2 separate regions of the Mus musculus genome follow, and region 2 is linked to region 1. The links are chromatin contacts, called in public promoter capture Hi-C maps. All regions are on one chromosome and are shown on one strand. The core of a region is the stretch at or near the end of the contact, and the rest is flanking DNA. Distances in the headings are between cores, read along the strand shown.

The links. Promoter capture Hi-C pulls out the DNA fragments that hold promoters and counts their contacts.
Region 2: a contact with region 1 is called in a promoter capture Hi-C map of liver, with 7 times the contacts expected there. The contact joins the promoter of Mrap here to the promoter of Bach1 in region 1. A contact is called at or near these places in 2 of 39 promoter capture datasets (liver and pre-B cells).

What each region holds. Positions count from the first base shown.
Region 1 is chr16:87,696,174-87,703,720 of GRCm38.p6, forward strand. It overlaps Bach1 (BTB and CNC homology 1, basic leucine zipper transcription factor 1), which reads left to right and starts at 2,781. Exons shown (of 5, transcript NM_007520.2): 1 at 2,781-2,883.
Region 2 is chr16:90,731,998-90,739,544 of GRCm38.p6, forward strand. It overlaps Mrap (melanocortin 2 receptor accessory protein), which reads left to right and starts at 6,210. Exons shown (of 3, transcript NM_029844.4): 1 at 6,210-6,672. The coding sequence starts at 6,567.

The sequences.
Region 1 (7,547 bases), core at 1,531-4,030:
CAAGAGACCCAGCTGTAGGGCATTTTCTCAATTAGCGATCAAGGGTGGGAAGGCCCATTGTGGGTGGTGCCATCCCTGGGCTGGTAGTCCTGGGTTCTATAAGAAATCAGGCTGAGCAAGCCAGGGGAAGCAAGCCAGTAAATAGCATCCCTCCATGGCTTCTGCATCAGCTCCTGCCTTCAGGTTCCTGCCCTGTGTGAGTTCCTGTCCTGACTTCCTTTGCTGATGAACAGCAATGTGGAAATGTAAGCAGAATAAACCCTTTCCTCCCCAACTTGCTTTTATTTTTATTTTTTATTTTTAGTATTTGTTCTCTTAATACTTTAATACTCTTTTTTTCTTGGCTATTTTCTTTATTTACATTTCAAATGTTCTCCCCTTTCCAGGTCTCCACTTTGGAAACCTCCTCCCCCTGCCTCTATGAGGGTGCTCCCCCCCCCCATTCCCATCCTCCTGCTCTGGTGTTCCCCTACACTGGGGCGTTGAACACCCTTAGGCCCGAGGGCCTCTCCTCCTACTGATGTCCTACAAGGCCATCTTCTGCCACATGGGTTGCCAGTGCTATGTGTATTCTTTGGTTGGTGTCCTGTCCCTGGGAGCTCTGGGGGGTCTAGCCTGTCAACACTGTTGCTCCTTCCATGGCTCAGTGGCTAAGAACACTGATTGCTCTTCCAGAGGTCCTGAGTTCAATTCCCAGCAACCACATGGTGGCTCACAGCCATCTGCAATCTGATGCCCTCTGAAGGCATGTCTGAAGACAGTGACAGTGTACTCACATACATTAAATAAATAAATAAATAAATAAATAAATAATAAAAATGCCACAACTTGCTTCTTGGTCCTGCTTTTTTTTTGCTGCAATAGAAACTCCGACTAAGGCAGACTGCTTGGCTATTTTTCTTCTCGTCTTGTCACAGAGTTGGGGCGGGCATCCCATGCTAAGTGTTCTTAGAGGACAAGTCAAGAGAAACGTGCTTAGAGGGAGGTTCTCTGTGAGCTAATACACATGACATAAGGCTACTTATCGAAATAATGTACACGAGAGGCGTGGGAAGAAGGCAGACTATACTTTGGCTCAGGATGGAAGGAGAGTGAGTGTGACAGACACCCCAGGACCCTCGAATGTCTGTCAGAACCACCATCAACTCGCACAGTCTATCCCTAAGTGTCTCCCCTCATTTCTCACTGAATACCTACATAATGATCTCAGGATCCTGAACATGCCGCCTGCCTCCACGCCTGGATCCCCTCACAGCCTGGTAGACCACACTCCTCTCAGCCATGCCCTGGTTTTAGCTCTGTTGCTGTCCCTGCCTCACAAAGGCACCAGGTCACCACTTACATGGCCACCCCACAGCACTTAGGCCATATTCTCACCTACTTTAGAGGTAACTGAATGTCCTTAAGTCACAAGAGCTTACGCACTGTACAGATGCAGTCATGTCAATGTTATCACTATTTGGAGACAACCCTCTCCTGGAGCCCTTGCACTGTCTGTGTGTGTTTAAGGAGCACATACATTTTGGGGCTTCCCATTTTTCTACATCTTTCCTCTGGAACTCAAAGCCAGCAACATTATTTCTTCCTACAAGTCCTCCCAGGGCTACTGGCCTCAGGGGTGGTAATTCCTTCCTCATTTTTAATCAGGTTGGCCAGCCCAGTCCTCTCTTTCTCCAGACTGATAAGCCCTGCCACGAGTGCATGCAGCTTTGCGTAAAGACACTGCCTTGAACAACAGCGAACATAATAAAAAATAGAAACGAACAATTGGATTAACACCCCAATAAGTAGCAGAGGATGAAAGCATGACCAGGACTTGAGGGAAGACGTCTGACATGACCAGACACGGATGCGTCCATGTTTCCTGGTAGTGCAGCGTAGAGGGACAACAGGAGGCTGCCAGACAGTACAATATTCCGGATATGAAGCCCAGTACAGCGTGCTTGCCCATTGGTGAATGCAGTCCGTCGTGGCTAGGCAGATAAGAGTGCAGCTTATATTCAGGCAAGTATGAAGGGCGCAAGAATAACTCTCAAAGCAGTATTGGCTGAGCACAAGGAGTAAAGGGATTTGATCGGGGAAGCATGCATATTAATGGGTTATAATGAGCAAAGCACACTCCAGGTTACCTGCCTTGCGGTTTTCGAGGAAGGGCCTCAAGGACACAAACAACTAGAAGGGAAGCTAGTGATCATTCAGAGGGGCAGCAGCCTCCCCCTCTCAGAATCTGCTCCTAAAAGTCCTGCGGAGCTTCAGACAGATGTTGACATACACCCTTTTCAGCAAGTTCAAACACCTGGTTTTTGTGCTCCTACAGGAAAGCAGCCCAGGAGCTTGGCCGAACTGAGCTTCCGAGGTTTGGGGGCGTGGGGCAGAAGACCTTATCTAATCTGTGTGTGGGGGGGGGGGAGGGGGGAGAGGGGCTGTGTGAACAAAAACCCTGGGGGCGTGGAGGCGTCAGCCTTTTTTTTTCCCTGCCTTCAGCAGGTGAGGAAGAGGTGGTCTTCCGTGACGTGTAACCTTGCCACCAAAGGCAGAGATAGGGCGACGCGGTTGGAGGCCTGGCGCTCAGCAATACAATCCACAACGTTACACGGAGCTCGCAGGAGGCGAAATAGAGAGGCTCTTACTAGCGGAGGGCGTGGCCTGGAACGGGGCGTGGCTCCAGGCAGGGCGTGGCCTGGAGCTCGGCAGGGCTTCAGCTACGGGGCGGGGCCCGGGGGCGGAACCGGGGGCGGGGCTTTAGCGCCCCGAGGCGCTGGCGGTGGTGGCGGAGAGGAACGGAGCGCAGGGGAGGAGACGGGCGGCTGTCCGCGCAGAGGGAGTGAGTCACCTGACCGCCGCTTGCCGCCTGCAGTCGGGCCGCGCCGCGTCTCGGCTCCGGTAAGTGGCTCGGGCGGTGCGCGGTGCCGTCCTTCCGTCCTTTCCGGGGGTCACCGGGGCTGGTGGCGGGCGGCCGCGCGGGCCTAGAAGGGGCGGCGGGCTGCGCGCTGTTTACGCGCTGCGCGGACTCTCTGGGCCGGCCGTGCCGGCGCCGCCCTGCACCGCGCTCCGCCGCGGGCCGCGTCCCGCTCCGCCTGCTGCGGGGGCAAGGCCGAGCGGGCCGGGGTTCCGGGACTACCGGGCGCTCCGCGCTTCCCTTTGTTGTTGCTTGGCGCACGTTTGTAATGTGGACTCGCACAGCATAGGCAGAGTGGGTCTCGATGTTAACGACACCAGCTTTTGTGTTCGTGTCCGGTAGGGCCAGGGCCAGCGCGTTTTCGATCTTCTCCGGGACTTTGGTGTCATTTAGTGGAATTGCGCCGATGGCTTTTATGTAGTGAGCTCTCTATGTTCAGCGTGCGCTGAGTCAAGGCAGACGTAGTAGTAATTCTGAAAGAACGCGTGTGGGAAAATCCTGCTCCCCAGACAGGCTTGGAAGAACAAAGACTTTTTTTTTTTTTTTCAGGATGCTGTTCTTTTTCCTTTTGGAGAATTGTAGAGTTGTGACTGCTAGCCTTGGAGGACGATGCCCCTGCTGGGTCTTTGTTTAGGCATTGAGCACTCCTCTCAGCTCACTGGGTTTGCAGGAAAGGCAGTTCAGAAAGATTAAAGGATGACCACTGTAGATTTTTGTTCGTGGCCGAGCTTTTGAGCTCTACAAATATTCAGAGAAATGGGAAGAGGTATGGGTTGGCCTATTCTTCCTGCTCTTGTGGTAGTGGTGCAAGCTCTGGGCTGGGCTTGAAGGCGCTTGCCACTTCTGGCTTTGGACATCGTAAGGGAGTCTAGAGGAAAAAAGGCTCCTGGTGAGTCATCTTGGAGTTGGGTAGCTTTGGAGGAGTGATCGCCTCTTGTTGTTTAACCGTCGGATCTGTCAAGTGGCTTCCCTTTGTTCGCTACGTTGGTTGGATAACAAGGTAGGGTGACTCTTTAAAAGAGTTTGTGTTGCTGAGTCATTCACCCCAGACTGAGAGGTAATTAGGAACAGCTGGTGCAGATACGCGCATCACATGCCTCCACTATAAAAGGCTGAGCTGCACACACGAGGGGTGGCTTCAGGAGGCCGGAGGGGGTCCAGCTGCGGGCTGTGTGTTTTGATCCAGGTAATCAGTGGCTGACGTGGTAGAGCGTGCTTAAGACGTGGCCAAGGAACACCGAGGTGGTGTTTAAACAGCAGCCTCGTGGCCTACTGCGGGAGACTCAATTTGTGCTGGAGGAAGCTGGATCTTTGAGATTTCAGATAGAAGTAAGGCAGTCAGCAGTATTATATCATTTCTTTCCCTTGCTGTCCTCGCTTTGCCTTTAGTATTTTGATGCAGAGTGGTGTATACATGCTTAAGTTATTCTTTATAATTTTTTTTTAAAATGAGGCCACAAAGGGGATTTCCTTTTAGGGCTTTTAGGTTTTCCTGCATAACTAGTTTCTGGGGTCAGGTGGTAAAGAATAGATAAGAGTCAGCGGGTCTTCTTGGGTCAAGGCTAAGAAGAGGGGTCTATGGATGTGTCTGTCTCTCTTGATTTTATGGATCTTGTGTAATTTCTTTTTGAAAAAAGAAAACACACACACACACACACACACACACAAACACACACACACACACCAGTCCTCGGTGCACTGTTTGGGAAAGGGAAAGTGTATGAAGAGAACTGGCTTCTTCTTCCCTTTGACTAAAAGAACGATGATTTTTAAAAACATGTATTTATTTTATTGTTTTGTGTTTGTATTTGTGCAGAGATCAGAGGACAGTTTGCATTTGTGGTTCTCTCCGTTAATCCTGTGGGTTCTGGGGCCTGGACCTCAGGCCGTCAAGCTTGGTGGCGAGTGCCTTTACCCTCTCAAGGGTTGCATGGGCCGCAAGAACGATACCAAATTATTATTGATGGTCATTCCTTTCAAACCTCTGTAGCAGGGGAGCGGTTGGTGTGCTGTTTTAGATTTAGGGTTATCAGTGTTGTCTCTTTCAGATGTTAGGAGATTTCAGGTAGATTACAGGATGCTTGATCTAACATGAAAATATCCACATCAGGAAGTTAAACGAGGAGGGTGACATCAATATTTGCATACTAGATAATGTGGTTATGCACACTTTATCCTTTTTTCTGTTGAGGAATATAAAATTTACTTTCCACTGCTATTGCCATCATTCCAAGTCTGCAACAGATTTCTGTGTGTGTTTAATTTCTGATCTTTTCCGAGAGCTGTAGTAATTTCAAAATATTCTTAGTATTTGACTTTCACTTCATATGTAGTTTTTATATTGTAAAGAATAAAAGATGGGAATTTCTTACTACATTCTTAAAGTGAGTGATAGAAATAAAAAAATTACATAGTTCTATTTTGATAACATTTTATTGGATTTGTAGGCAAGCCCCAAAGGTGGTTGGTTGAATGTGTGTAGTGATTAGAAGGTTTGATAATTTATACATTTGGAATGTAATATTCATAACAAAATCTTTTAAAATTTAAGGTAAAATTCTCTTACCCTTTGGAAGTTTGTGGGTCCCCCCTTTTTTTGTTTTTGTTTTGTTTTGTTTTTTTTTTTTTTTTTTTTTTTTTTTTTGAGACAGGGTTTCTCTGTATAGCCCTGGCTGTCCTGGAACTCACTTTGTAGACCAGGCTGGCCTCGAACTCAGAAATCCGCCTGCCTCTGCCTCCTGAGTGCTGGGATTAAAGGCGTGCGCCACCACGCCCGGCTAAGGGTTCCCCCTTTTTATATCCTTGTGATTATTGTTAAAACTGCATTTAAATAATCCTTGGGAAGTGGAATTCCTCAGTCAACCTCTTCTCTCTGTCTGTCTCTCTGTCTCTGTCTGTCTGTCTCTCTCTCTGTGTAGGTTTGAGGACACCCTGTGGGAATAGGTTCTCTCCCTCTACCACACATGGTTCTGGGCACTAAACTTTAGCCTTAGGTCGGGCAGCAGGCACCCTTACCTACTGAACCATTTCACTGACCCAGAAGGCACGGCTACTATTTGGTTCCACATCAGGGCCTGTCCTTTTGTAGCTCTGTACTGTGGTGGTGACTCTCATAAGAACAGCTGCAAAACTTGTTGAGATGACCAAGTGTCATTAGACTCTTCACAGGGAAGCTTGCTTTTGATGGCTGAGGGTTTTAACAGTCCCCTCCCTTCATTTTTCTAACTTTCTATTCGTGGGATAATTGTTTGAACCCTGAACCCCGAGTCTCTTCAGCCTGCAACATGAAGGGGATTACTTTAGGTGGTGGGATGGATTAAGACACATGGTGAAGCCGGGCGTGGTGGCGCACGCCTTTAATCCCAGCACTCAGGAGGCACCAGGCGGATTTCTGAGTTCGAGGCCAGCCTGGTCTACAAAGTGAGTTCCAGGACAGCCAGGACTATACAGAGAAACCCTGTCTCGAAAAACCAAAAAAAAAAAAAAAAGCTCTCAAAAAAAACAAAGAAAAAAAAAACTAAAAAAAAAAAAAAAGACACATGGGGAATTTAAGTGCTGTTTGCTAAAAGCTAGACAATTTGCAGAGAGAAACATTTCAAAACTGCAGGTAAAATACCGGTTTCCATCACTGCCAATCCACGGCTCCTGGCTTAGTAGTAGTACATGGCAGCGGCATCTAAAGTTGGGCTCTCTGGGGAGCCATATGCTTTGAGTGGGAGATATAGAACTGAATTGCTAAAGATCATGTTCTGGCAAAGTCATCATCTTCAGGCCTTGGGGTCAGCTCGTAACTTGTGTCTTGCTGTTTCGGATAGGGTTGATGGTGATGGCGATGGTGATGGTGGTGGTCTCTGTCATAGATTGCTGTGAGGATGAAGTGTGTGTTACTGTGAACCAAGTGGTCAGGACATAAATTGTTAGGTGTTATTTTCTGGTGTCCAGAGAGAAGAAGCAGGTTGGATGCTTGCTTCGGTCCTCCTGGGAGTTGAGCTAGCAGGTGAGCTGGAGGCTTGCCTTAGGGCAGGTGTTGCCACTAGAAATACAACTCAAGTGGACGCTGATGCTAAGTTGGTAGCAAGGTTTCAGGTTGGTGCTTATGGGTTCTCAGCCTTGGCAGAGCTATGGAACACCCCATTCTGCTGTTAGTTGTAACTGGTTTTTGAAGATGTAAAAAGTACTTTATTTCTGTCTGGATTCTGCTCGAATCCTAGGTGAGGATTCTCCCATCAGATTTAGCAGTCACTGCATCTGGCCACAACCTCCTCGCTGATTAGTGCTAGAGTGGACTGGCCTCTCAGTTCTACTTCCAGTTTATTTATGGGAGGCATGGATAGTACACATTTGCCCTCCAGCCGCATCCTGTACGCCCAGTGTGTCCTTTAGATCACAAGCCTGTGGAGGAGCTACCTATGACAGGGGCCCAAAGACAGGGGTGCATTTAGCTGCAGCTGTACCTGTGATGGTTCGTAATGCACAGCAAACACTAGGCTTCTCTCAGTTCAACCCCTGTGAGTGAGTTCCTGCTAGCGAGATTTGAATCCCCCCCCCCCCCCCCCCCCCCACGACATGCTCAATGTGCCCTGGCTGTTTGCTTACTAACCTGTCTACTGATTGCACAGCGATCCAGCATGGGCTAATTCTTAGTTCT
Region 2 (7,547 bases), core at 4,960-7,459, 3.0 Mb after region 1:
GTATAGCCCTGGCTGTCCTGGAACTCACTTTATAGACCAGGCTGGCCTCGAACTCTCGAACTCAGAAATCCACTTGCCTCTGCCCCTCCCGAGTGCTGGGATTAAAGGCGTTGCTACCACGCCCAGCTTGCCCAGGGCCTGCCTGCCTGCCTTTCTTTCTTTCTTTCTTTTTTCTTTCTTTCTTTCTTTCTTTCTTTCTTTCTTTCTTTCTTTCTTTCTTTCTTTCTTTCTTTCTTTCTCTTTCTTTCTTTCTTTCTTTCTTTCTTTCTTCCTTTCTCTCCTTCTTCCTTCCTTCCTTTCTTTCTTTAAGATTTATTTATTTATTCATTTATTTTATAAATGTGAGTACCCTGCTGCTGTCTTCAGACACACCAGAAGAGGGCATCAGATCCCATTACAGATGGTTGTGAGCCACCATGTGGTTGCTGGGAATTGAACTCAGGACCTCTAAAAGAGCAAGCAGCCAGTGCTCTTAACCACTGAGCCATCTCTCCAGCCCCGGAGATTTCTATCTAACTATCCCTAAGCTTAGGCCTGGAAGCTGCTAGCCTCCGTACAATCAAGTCATCTGCAAACATGGACCTTGAAGGCTTCAGCTTCCAGACTCCATCTGCTAACCTGGACCTAGAATGTTTCATCCTCTGAGACTCACTGCCAAATAATCTCACTCTTTCTAGTACTTTCTGAACTCTGGCTGGCTGACTCAAATTTCTCTCCTGCCCGATTCAAATTGGCTTCTCTCAGCTTCTGACTAAATTGCTCTGCTTGGGAAAACTGCCTCTGAACTCCATGAACCGAGCTGTTTTGAACACAACCTCTCAGCTCGGAGTTGAACTGAGCTCATCTGCACGGAACTGAATTGCACTGAACTGAACTGCTCCAAACTGAACTGAATTCAGTTCTCTCTCTCTCTCTCTCTCTCTCTCTCTCTCTCTCTCTCTCTCTCTCTCTCTCTCTCTCTCACTGATGAGCCCAGGGCATTTTTTTTTTTCGAGACAGGGTTTCTCTGTATAGCCCCGGCTGTCCTGGATCTCACTTTGTAGACCAGGCTGGCCTCGAACTCAGAAATCCGCCTGCCTCTGCCTCCCGAGTGCTGGGATTAAAGGCGTGTGCCACCATGCCCGGCTCCCTCACTGCTTTTTAAGTAGCCTCTCTTTCCTGTCGGTTCTGTGAGAGTTGGGTGTGTTCTATTTCTAACTCATCCTATCAAATCTTTCTCTGATTCAACATTTCGTCTGTCCCTCAGTTAGAAGTCATTGTTTAGGATTAAAGGCGTGCACTAAAGGCCTGTCTATATTCCAGCCAGTGGGATCAAAGGTGTATACTAAGGACATGTCTGTATTCCAGCTGGATCATATCTTTGGATATGACCCCTTACCAGAGCATCCATGTTGCTGGATTAAAATCCTGTACAAGAATTACTGGGGCCATGAATTTGACAAGAGCACCACAGAGGTGATGTATCCCTCAGTGCACATATTATGTGACAGATGATGCCATCATTGCTTGTCTGTGATGTGAGGTGTGATACTTGGAGTTTTCTTGTGATTGTTTTACTCTGTGTAAACAGTATTCAAGTTAGTAATTAACAATTTGGAGATTCTTGTTAAACTAGACAAATGTTGTTTCTGTTCAAACTTTCACCTACTAGTTTGACATCCATCCATTTTTACATGCCCACCAAAGTCTTGCCATCTAATAGTTGCGATGAATCATAGGAGTGGTGGATTTTCTATTTCTCCCCATCCTATAGTTGTGTGAGGAAGAGCTACATTTGGCTAACACATTTATTTAGCCAACAATCACTAGTGGACTCACCTGTAGCCACTTTTTCTGTGGCATGCCCTTTACTGCTTGCTACCAGTATGGATTTTTATACATTTTCACATTCTAAAGTTTTATGTTACATATTTATTTTTAGTTATTTAATAATGGTTGCTTTTGAGGGCCTTGTCTGCTAATTCTAGTCTCTGGATCATTCGTTTCAGAATTGGCTTTCTTTGACTTCATTTTCTCCAGATGGCATGCCGTTCTCTTTTGAAGTCTTTTTGTAGGTAGAGTGGTCCTCTTGTTGTATGTGGTGCTTAGCTTTAAGCTCCAGCTTGCCACGAGCTCATGTCAAGCCTAGTTACTGAGGGCTCCCTGAGGTCAGGGTGTGGGCAAGCCTGTGGGGCATTGTTTTGGTTGCCTTACCTAAGGGGAGGTAGAAGACCCACCCTGAACATAGCCTAGACCATTTCATGGGCTGGGTGGGCCCTGAGCAACATAAGAGTAAAGCAGGCAGGCGGCACAGGTGGGATGCCCCCTGAGCAGAAGCAGGCAGGTGGCATGGGTGGGTTTGACTCCACTCTTAAGCATGATGTGACTTAGGGGCTCTGGGTCCTTCTGCCTTGGCTTACCCCCAGTGATAAATGGAAGCAAACTAGATAAACCCTTTCTCCCCTAAGTTGATTTAGTCAGTGTGGTGATTTGACTAGAAATGCCCCATAGATCCATGTGTTTGATTGCTTGGCCATAGGCAGTGGTACTATTCAGAGATGTGGTGCTATTTTTTTGTCATAGTGGAGGCGCGGCTTTGAGATGTGCCAGTGACACACACAGTCTACTCCTGCTGACTGCAGATCAAGATGTAGAACTCTCAGCTCCTTCCCTAGCACCATGTCTACCTGCACTCTGCCCTGTTTCATGCCATGATGATAATGGACTGAACCTCTGAAACTGTGAGCCAGCCCCAACTGAATATTGTCCTTTATAAGAGTTGCCTTGGTCATGGTGTCTCTTCACAGCAATAAAATCCCAACTAAGACAGTCAGGGTGCTCATCACAGCAACAGAAATTAAAGAGGGACATTGCAATGTAGGTGGTGTGTGGAGACAGAGGCTACCATTGTCCTTCAACTGTTGATCTTTGCCTCTTGTGAACTTTCCTTCTGATTCTCTTTCCCAGTGAAGGATCTGACCAATTTTACTTTTTAAACTGTGGAATGAAGGACTGAACATGTCAAAGTGGAGGGACAGAAAGAACTGAAACCATAAAGGGCAGAAACATGGCATTTCACCAGTTACCCCGTGCTGTACAAGACAGCACCCCAAAGTTCGTGACTTACAACAGCAGCCGTCTGGCCTGGGGAGGCGCCCCCCACTGTTAACGGATTTGCCTTGAGAACATGAGGACCCCAGAACCCATGTCAGAAAGTAACCAGAGGTGACAGACGGTTCATGCTGTTATCTCTGCCCTGGAGGTGGATACAGGCACCCTTGGGGCTCACAGGCCAGTCAGCCTAGCTCACTGGTTGAGCTCCATCCAGGTCAGTGAGAGAGAACCTCAGAAAACAAGGTGCATGGCCCTCAAGGAATGACACAAAAGTGATACTCAAGATTGTCCTCTGGCCTACACGGAGAGAGGGAGAGAAAGGGGGCATGGAGAGTGAGCGAGCGAGAGAGAGAGAGAGAGAGAGAGGGAGAGAGAGAGAGAAAGAGAGAGGAGGCACATCAACACACACACACAGAGAGAGAGAGAGAGAGAGGAGGCACATCAACACACACACCAACTTTCACTTAGCACAAATTCTCACAACTCTATGGACTGCCCATGTGAAGCAGGCTGGGAGGGGGGGAGTTGACCTCCGGGTTTAGACTGCTTCCTTCCTCACCGATCTACAGCCATCTGCATACCATGGAGGTGGCAGTGCTGTGGGGGTTCACCTCACTCTCACTGTCCAGTTTGCCCCTGGCTCCCAGGAGGCCAGCCCCTGCTGTCAGTGCTGCTGGAGAATGTGAGTCAAACTCCTGAGACCTTGGCCTGGAACTTACACAACGTCTTTGTGGGATTTGTTTGTTGTTTTCTCAATGCTGAGAACTGAACCAACCCAAGGCCTTGTAGAAGCTCTGCGAGTACTCTGCCACTGAGTCACATCCTGGGTCAATAGGACCTCTACTCAAAGCCAAAGCAAGTCACAAGGACAGCTCCTATCCAAGGGCCCCCTGTTGAAAAAAATCTAAATGCTTACCACTGTGGGAAAACGAATTACACGGTGTCCCTACAACACTAGGTAGGAACAGAACGGAGTGATCCCTTTGTATGTGCTGGCAGGGGGAGCTGGAAATCAAAGGTGTGCTGGGCTGTGTTATGTGATCAAATACATAGGTCTCAGATGGAGTTCCTGAGTCACCAACTTCATTCATCCATACCTGGGCTTATGCTAATGAGGTGATAGGTAGAGACTTGGGAGCTGTCAGAGGACCCAGTCATAGCTATTAGAGAACTGGAACTCAGCCTGGCAGTGGTGGATTTCTTGAAGTTCGAGGTCAGCCCGGTCTACAGAGTGAGTTCCAGGGCTATACAGAGAAACCCTGTCTTGAAAAACCAAAAAGGGGGAGGGGGCAAGAGAGAGAGAGAGTTGAGAGAGAGAATGAGAACTGGAACTCTTAGCCTATACCATACTTTAGTCTCTGGGGAGAGCCTTAAGGATAGATCTCACCTGGAGATTGAGACCAGTCATAGGACCTCTGTGCGCACTAGAACCCTGAGATCCTCTACAAGGAGTTTGGGGTAGCCCCCCATTGCAGGAGGGGAGGGGCTGTTGGGGGAGGAGGGGATGGACCTGGAGAAGGCCAGGAAGCTCCCTACCTCCACCTAACACCTCAAAATGAAGGGAAGCGTCCTTAGTGTAAACACCTTTGCTTCCTTGGCTTTTAGTCACAGCTGTAGCTTCTAGCCACAGCTTTGGTGGTCGCAGGGCTAAGCCACACTCTCCATGGCTTTGTTCCAGGTAACCCCTTTGACGTGTGCTAACAGTTGCCTGCGTTGTTCAGAATCTGGAGGCTGCTCTGGTCTGCCTTCAGTGAACGCTGACACACTGACCTCCCACTCCCCCCACCCCCTGCTTGTTCCTGTGCATGAGGTCAGAGAGCTGCAGATTACCAGTAAAGCATACTAACGCCACTGTGTTCTGTGAAGAGCCACAAAACTTGATGACACATACTCAGGCCACCCATAACTCTTATCCCTTCCCTCCAATCGTCTTTTATGAAAGTCTCAGAGCAGCCTGTCTCTCTGCGGTTTTAAGTGTCCCTGCCCCCTCTCCTCAGGGTCACAGAGTTGAGGCCTCTGTGCCTTTACCCTTTGCCTCACACAGACTCTGCTGTACAAAGCACTTCCAAAGGTTGGCATGCTCTGTGTTGTGCAAATCGGGCCTGGCTTGGTAGCAACAGCTTCCGTCTGACTATATGCGAGTTGTGTCCATTTAGGCTACACTAGGAATCCAGTAAGGGATTGCTCTCCCGAGTCCTGAAACTATTTCAGCACATGACTGAACCTGAGGGGAGGGGCTTGTGGGACCCTCCGCGTCCAGCCAGTACGTCAGAACTGAGGTGACAACGTAGGGTTTAGGATTAACAGCTGCCATGGGGAGAGACGTGTGATTCTGTGCGACTGCGCCCAGAACCCTAGGGCATCTGTCAACTTTGAGCAGTTTATGTCAGAAGTGAGCTCAGTTATAAGACAGTGTCTGGCCGGGCGTGGTGGCGCACGCCTTTAATCCCAGCACTCGGGAGGCAGAGGCAGGCGGATTTCTGAGTTCGAGGCCAGCCTGGTCTACAGAGTGAGTCCCAGGACTCACCAGGCAATACAGAGAAACCCTGTCTCGAAAAAACCAAAAATAAAAAATAAAAAAAAAAAAATAAGACAGTGTCTGCAGACAACAGGAACTTGCCTGGTCAACTGTTAAAAGGACCCGGGATCAGTGACGAGATAGTGCCTAACTCCAAAGGCACTATCTATCCCACGGTGCCTCGCGGATTAGCTGCTCCTACCAATAGTCTTCATAGTCTGGGTGCAGCACATAGGTCTTGTGTGAAAGACTGAACGTCAGGAGCAATAACCTAGGAGCAGGCCCCTCAGAAGCCTGGATTCCTCCTTACCCTCGGTGTCAGCTAAGAGCTGGGTCGACCCTTGTGCTCAGTCCTGTGGGCTGCTGACCAGATATACCGCGGGTTCCTGGAAGCTTGGGTAAAAGCTGGGGACACATTCAGCTAAGAGGTGCGATTGGGGGTTCTAGTTAACATGCACATCGCAGAGTACATACGGGGCCTGCCTTCGGAATCCAAGCCAGAGGTCTACTGGTTGCTTAATAGCACGGAGAACTGCCTCAGAGTAAGTCAAGGACGCTGGCAGGCTTCCCTTGCGATTGCATTAACTATTCATTTATCAGAGGCAAGAGAGGACGGTCATGTCCAGCACTGCTAGGCACTTTCTGCCGTCATCTGAGTTCTTGCCCAGTTCCTCATCCTTCCACGGAGAGGCAAGCTAGAGCCGAATGGGAAGCCGCGTCTCTAGTAGCCTTTGGAGGTTTGTCCAGGAGAGACAGGAACCAGAAGCCCTACAGGGGAACGGCCCCCTGACCTTCCAGCCATGCAGCTCTGATAAGTAGGCAGGCCCCATGCCGGGAGAGCCACAGACAAGCCGGGTGATTCTGATAGAAATTAGTTAAGCAATCTTGTCTCTGGGGCTCACGGCCCAGCTGTGGGTGCGAGCCTCTGACAGACACTGTCGTCAAAGCCACAGTCATGGCCAACGGGACCGACGCCTCTGTCCCGCTCACCAGCTATGAGTATTACCTGGACTACATAGACCTCATTCCTGTGGACGAGAAGAAGCTGAAAGCCAACAAGCGTAAGTCGGAACACAGGAAGGTGACCAGGCAGAGGCTGGGGCTGGGGCTGAGCCGGGGGTGAGGCCCTCTTGGCTTTGCCCGTCCCTTACTAACTCTGGCAGACATGCTCAGCAGGGTTAACATGGCTGGTGCTCACACAGACATAAGCGAATCAGGCATGGGACTCAAACTGTATCTGTAACTTTCAGTAGTAAACTTTCTCTGAGTTAACTTGCCATAAAATCAAGCAAAATGTTTCTTTTAAAAATTCACATCTATTTATTTAGGGGGTGGGGGTACAGCTGTGAAGGTCAGAAGACAGCGTGGGGACTTGTTCTATTTCCTCCAGCACATGAGCCCCTGGTATGGAAACTGCCCGGCTTGGGAGCCTTTCATCCGCGGAGCTCTCTCGCTAACTCAGAGTGACCTTTTAAGATGAATGCATTTGTTCACCTCTCTGTCTCTGTCTCTGTCTCTGTCTCTGTCTCTGTCTCTGTCTCTGTCTCTGTCTCTGTCTCTGTCTCGTCTCTGTCTCTGTCTCTGTCTCTCTGTCTCTCTGTCTCTCTGTCTCTCTCTCATACACCTTATTTTTATATTTATTTTATTTCTGTTTCTATTTATTTTATATTTATTAGTGTATATTAATTGAATAAAATAATGGGTTTCATTATAACATTTCCTAATGCAGATAATGTAGATAGTGTGGTTTTCTTTGTCTTTGTTTCTTTGAGAAGGGGGATCTTATTACATAGCTTTGGCTCTGCTGGTACTCACTACATAGCACAGGCTTTGCTCAAACTCACAGCAATCCTCTTGCCTCGGTAACCCAGGTGCTGGGGCCATAGGTGTGCATGACCATGGCTTTGATCCTATTCAGCCCCTATCACCCTCCCTG